2 separate regions of the Sus scrofa genome follow, and region 2 is linked to region 1. A link is a contact called in public Hi-C data. All regions are on one chromosome and are shown on one strand. Each heading gives the region's core, a stretch centred on a gene start, on an enhancer-like site or on the middle of the called end of the contact. The rest is flanking DNA. Distances are from core to core; before and after follow the strand shown. Region 1 overlaps LOC110255481 (a long non-coding RNA gene). Region 2 overlaps LOC110255481 (a long non-coding RNA gene).

Region 1 (2,980 bases), core at 266-2,765:
TTTCTGAAGTTATAAAAGGGGCTTGTTAAATTTTTCTCCATTTGGAAACTAACTCCAGGGTAATGTTTCTGTTCCACTTGAAAACTATATCCTTCCAGACTAATTTTATGCTAGCTAACCTCCACATTAACCATAGTAAATAAATATGTCTTTGATATTAACTTTAAAGTTCTCTAGATAAAGTTCTTTGTATGAGATGGAGCTCAGCTGTACCTCAAAACCTATCCCTGGGTCTTTCAACCTGAGGTTTGTACTGTAATAATGTTTTCTTTGGCTCATAGCATTTTGCATTAATATCAGTTCTTTCTTGTTTGTCCTCTAGCCTCTGTTGCTTTGGCTTTGGTTTCCAGCAGTCAGTATTTTATGTATTACATGGACGGGTTTTCAATTAGAGTATCCCAAGCATATCTTCCAAACGGGAGGCAAAACTATTTATCATTTTTTTTTTTTTGGTATTGAGGTAATAATAATAAGTAGTCACACATGTAATTATCTTTATATTGGTGATAGGGTAATTAATAATTTCACAGGTTCTGTCAGACACAATGACCTCTTTGTCTAACAGTCCTTTGTAATCTCCTCTTATTTGTCGGAAATGAAATTTGCTGTGGAATATACAAATCTACTTATACATGTAATTTAAAATAATACATATTACCATAATATAAAGGAATATGAAGAAGTATAAGAAAAGTGCTTTATAACAAAATACATATGCCAATATGTACACGCACGTCACCATTTCACTAAAAAAGACCCAGTTTCCACATTTCCCTGAAGAGACTAGAACAATCAGCCTTGTTTCTTTGCGAGGCACTGCCGGTAGCATAATCTTCCTACTGTAGCGCTCAATCCTAACCCTCACTCCCACCTCAAATTCTCCATCTTTCATTTCATTTATATTCCACCACTGTGTCCAGTTTTTCCAACATGAGCTGCTTCTCAGCTGTTCCAGCTGCTTCTCTCAATGTTGGTAGACAGCTGGTATAGTTTAATTCTTACTTTGGAGTTTGAAGCAAACATATTCTCTCAAGTAAAGGAAAGTTCTTGTTAAATCGAGGAGTCTCTTAAGGTAGTGGGCAGGGCCTGCTGAATACAGTGCCTGTTGAAAACAGTCTTGGAAAAGGACCATTAAAAACAAACAAACAAACAAAAAAAAACATGTTTCATTTCTTAGCTTTCACTGGTCTGGTTTAGCATCAAGGAGCTGGGAACCTTGGATCCTACAAAAAAGTTCTAGTTTCTTTCTTTTGCTAGGCTTCTGATCTGACAGCTCTGGCTGTAGCAGTTCTAGGCAGCCAAAATTGTTAAAATTTTAACAGTCTGACCTCTGACAGAAAACAAGCTGATCTATTACAGATTGAAAGAAAGTTCATTTGAGATCCATGTGAATTACTCTTTTTCCCCCAAACTATTTACTCATTATATATTTAAAGGTCACCAGTCCACATCAGTGTTTCAACTTGCTGGGAATTTATTCACTGCTGGTAACTTAAAAGAGGCCGCCCTGTTTTTCATTACTGGTTGGTATTTTTTTCTGTTGAGCTCTGACCTTCTAACTGAGAAGCAGCATAGGATAGCTTGGTTTCAACATTCTGAATATTCCCGAGATGACCATTGGAACAGGATGCAAGGTTACCTCCTTCAGAAACCAACATTATCCTAAACAAAAGACTCATATTTTTGCCACAATGGGCAGATCTGATGGGTGTAAGTTTCAGTTAAATCATTGCCACATCTCTGTGTGAGCAGATAAATTGATCCCTTTCAATAATTTATTTTTATTTTCTCTTTAGAAACACTGCTGTTTGGATGGAAGAATAAAGAGTTATCAATAGTTTTCACCCCGTGGTGAGATCATGTGTGATGTCCTTTTGCTTGATTAGGCTCTGCCATATTTTAAAACTTGTCACTATAAACAATATTTTTTTTTTTTTAGTAATTACAAACAAATCTGCCATGTATTATCACAATTATAATCAATACTTTAAATTTTTTGTTCCACATGAGTCTTTCATTATCAATTATTCTAGGTAAGGCACTTGAGGAAGAACTGTAGTGAGGCTCTAGTGCTTCTGACACTTCAAAATGCATAACAGTCACCTGGGATATTTTTAAAATACAGAGTCTGATTCAGTAAATCTGTGATGGGGCCTGAAATCCTATATTAACCATACAAAATCCTTGGTGATGCCGACACTGCTGATCTAATAACCATACTTGGAAGTCTCTGATCATTGGTTTCAAACTTTGGTCACAAGAAAATCACCTGGAAATCTTGTTAAACTGCAAATTGCTGTCCCCCCTCCTACCCACTCCACCAGTTTCTGATTTAGTATGTCTGGGGTTGGGCCTGAGGATTTGCATTCTAAAGTACCCAGCTGATGGCAGAGGTTGCTTCAGAATCTCTGTAATCCCTGCTCCAGAGCCTTGTGATCAAAGCCTGGTTCCCAGACAGCATCCGCATCACTTGGGAGCTTGTTAGAAATGCAGAGTTTTAGGCCCTAGTCCATACCTAAATCAAACCCTGCATTTTAATAAGATCCTCAGGTGACTTCATGCATTACAGTTTGAAAAATATCACCTAGACAATTTCTTAGTTCCTCTTCATCGGTGACTCTCAACTTATCTAGTTCTTACCATCAACTTCGGAGCTCTTAAAAAGTCCTGCTGCTCTGAGGGTGAACCTCAGCATAATTCCATCAGATTTTCTGCGGCTGGGGCCAAAGTATCACTAGTTTCTAAAACTCCCCAGGGGAGTCCAATGCACAGTCAAATTCGGGAACTGCACTGTAGTTGGAAATGGAGAGGTAGTCATCTTGTTATTTGCCAAAAGATGGGGGCTTGGGGGGCACTTAGTTTCCCTGTTGCACTTTGTTAGATAATGTATCATCAGCCATTGGGCCACCATGAAGGATTCTGGGCCAGAACATTAAATTGCTTTGATACATTGGATTTTAGAAACCTGCTTACACATTTC
Region 2 (2,980 bases), core at 279-2,778, 48 kb before region 1:
TTCCTTGGACATGTCAAATCTCACTCTATATAATAAGGTACCTGGTGAAATGGATTTATGTATTTATTTATTAATTATCCATTTAGCGCTATATTTGCTATTTTTAGGGGGTGGAGCATGATAGAAGGTGTTGGTCACAGGCAATTTCATTATTGGGAAGTGAAAATGTCAGAGGCCAAACCATCTTGGGTTGGAAACAATCACCAGGATTGACACTTTTATTTATACAAGTGTAGCCAGGCATCCACCACCAACATGAGATGTAAAATAAAACTGAGAAGTCATCTTCCATCTGAATGCAGGTACTGGGCCCTGGTATGTTATGTTTTTAGGTTAGTAATATGAATGGAGGGGAAGGCAATTAGATTATGACTTTAATAGGGAGAAGAAATGATATTCTGAAAAGGAGATTATATTAGATTGTAATGGATAGAAGGTTATTTAAAATGCATTAAGCAATACTTTGGAGAATATACTGTACCACTTTGGGCAAGTTCCTCCACTTAATCTTCTAGTTCTGCAGCTGTATCTATCCATAATAATTAATCAATTTCCTAAATTATTTTTCCAAATCTATTGCCCTAGTAACATCTCCACTTTTTATATGACTTCCCCTGCCCCCACCCCAAACCCCCATTTCTTGTGTTTAATATTTTCCCTGTCTCTTTCAAGATATTTCATATGTCTAGAGTTCCCATCATGGCTCAGTGGTTAATGGCCTCAACTAGTATCCATGAAGACGTGGGTTTGATTAATGCCTTCCTCAGGGGGTTAAGGATCCAGCATTGCAGTGAGCTATGGGATAGGCTGGCAGCTATAGCTCTGACTGGACTCCCAGCCAGGAACCTTTTTAGAGTGGGCGTGGCCCTAAAAAGACAAAAGAAAAATATATTTCATATGTTTACTTTCAAATCTTGTTTTTGGTTGGTTAATTCTGGTTTAGTAAACACTATACATAATTTTTCCGTTAATTATTATGCTCCTAGGATGCTCAGTGTTGCTCTTGCCTTTGAATTCATATTTCCCAGAGCATGCTAGCAACCTTAAATGGTAATGTGTGAGGAGATCCTCTTGATAAGCTTAGTTGGATGGATGGTTGTTGCTGAATTTTCCCCCCAGGAGAGCTTTTTAAGAAGGCTGGGGCTGGGGAGAAGGACAAAGTGGGAAAATTGGAGGAAGAAATGCTCAGAGGTAAACAAATTTTCTTAATTCATGTTGTTAACACTAAACCTCTCAGATCATCCAGAGCTGTGTCCTAAATCATATTCTGCCACCTCCAGTGGGCACTGGCTGGCTCCTGATTTCCCACTCCATGGTGGTGATGGCAAGGGCAATGATCTGCCCAGAGAGGGAAAAGGACACACAGAAATCCTTCTTCACCCCATCCCTGTGTCCTTGAATCTTGAGCATTGTCTGAGTTCTAGTGGAAGAAGCTGGGAAGGTGGGAGATTGCTGGAGACAGGAGAGTGACAGCTGGTGGATGACTCAGAGGTGTGATTGGACCTTGTGTGTACAAGGGACAAGGAAGTGGATATTTGCGCAACACATATCACTACTTCCTGGTCTTTACTATCAGTAAATTGGTTCCTGAAAACACTTCCTCCCCTCTTCCTCTGTTTCATTACTCTTACCTGAACAGCATAATTCATCCTGCATGGGATGAAAAAATAATTCCAGAACCTTTTCCTTGGACCCTTATCTTCATTGTCCTATGGTTCTCAGGAGGTTATAGGATTGCTAGTGGGTCTTTTGTTTAATTTTATGCTGATGAGTAATTCATTTTATCTTTTAGGCAGCTGATGTGGCAGTTGTATCAACAGGCGTTTATTAAAAAAAATACCAAGTATCTGTAAATCCTTTTGGTAAATATTTGTGAAGTTTCAAAATCCTCACGTCTGATCAGTGTAAATCAGTCTGCAAGACAGTCTCCTACGAAAGCCATTTGGAGACATAAAGCACATTCTGGCCATGGGAACTTCCTCCTGGGGGTGAGGGGTAGGGAATTCAGAAGAGCCTTCAGCAAAGATAAATTAGCTTTCACAGAAGGGGGACACTTTCAGACAATGCCACGAAACTTTATTCAGATCAGGAAATAAAAGCCTCACTTTGGGGAGTGGGAAAGTTGGGGGATCAAAAATCTGGTTTACGTCTGGCTAAATAAAAGTCTGGAAGAGAAGTTTGCCCTTGTATTCTCATAGAACAGAGGCAACATTCTATATAAAGTATTATTATGAGGGAGAGAAATTTAAATGGTTATACAAATTCAAATCTATAAATAAAATAATTCTGCTTTAGAATAACTCTAATATCCATGACATTTTCCTGAATTTGAAACAAGGACAAAAATATCCTTCTTTTTCACTCGAGCCCTCCCTAAAACCAGCTGACTGATTAGCTGAAAAAGAAAAGACGGTAGTAGGAAATAAAATCCCAACTGAGCCAACTCCATGGGCTGGGCTCTAGTATAAAATTAGGAAGAGCTTAGTTTTTCTCCTATCATATTTGAAAATTTCATTATCAAATATTCCTTTCTTACTCACATGTAGGAGATAATTTCTATCCATTTTCAGTTTCATTTTTAAGGTAGTAAAATACAGTCTAAATTGAACTTCTTGTTTTCAGTTTAAAGGTTTTCCCTTTCTCTTGGTCCTGACTCAGAACTTTGGGAAAGGAAGTCGTGTTCCCCTTTTGTTTTTTACTTCATATCTTCCTGAATTGCCATCCTTTGCCTCAGGGTTGGATGGGACATGGGAGTAATATATAAAGGCAGAAAAGTCTTATTTACTTAGCTGGTGCTGTTAGAAGATCTTACTTGGCTCTCAAGTGCTCTCTGGCATGGCAGGATTGTGGGCTTTTCAGTGTAGACATTTTGCCCCTCCCTCATCTTGGACACTGCACAGGATCTTACTGTAGGAGATGTTCTCTCTGGCTAACCCATTTCATCTGCTCTCTTTGCCTGTACCCACCACTCCACAGCTTC

The links. A called contact is a pair of places that touch in the nucleus more often than the background predicts.
Region 2: a contact with region 1 is called in a Hi-C map of liver, with 4 times the contacts expected there. The contact joins two enhancer-like sites. A contact is called at or near these places in 1 of 5 promoter capture datasets (liver), 4 of 47 Hi-C or Micro-C datasets (liver and skeletal muscle) and 1 of 2 datasets of contacts at active chromatin or transcription factors (alveolar macrophages).

Annotation. Positions count from the first base shown.
Region 1 is chr9:86,701,031-86,704,010 of Sscrofa11.1, reverse strand. The region is part of intron 2 of LOC110255481 (a long non-coding RNA gene); the gene reads left to right. Among named protein-coding and RNA genes, the nearest start is that of AHR, 190 kb to the right of the region's middle. Within about 2 kb of position 1,515, at least 7 of the 83 cell types and tissues checked have an H3K27ac peak or open chromatin away from gene starts, as enhancers often do. A contact at or near this core is called in liver, where this site is marked.
Region 2 is chr9:86,749,184-86,752,163 of Sscrofa11.1, reverse strand. The region is part of intron 2 of LOC110255481 (a long non-coding RNA gene); the gene reads left to right. Among named protein-coding and RNA genes, the nearest start is that of AHR, 240 kb to the right of the region's middle. Within about 2 kb of position 1,528, at least 11 of the 83 cell types and tissues checked have an H3K27ac peak or open chromatin away from gene starts, as enhancers often do. A contact at or near this core is called in liver, where this site is marked.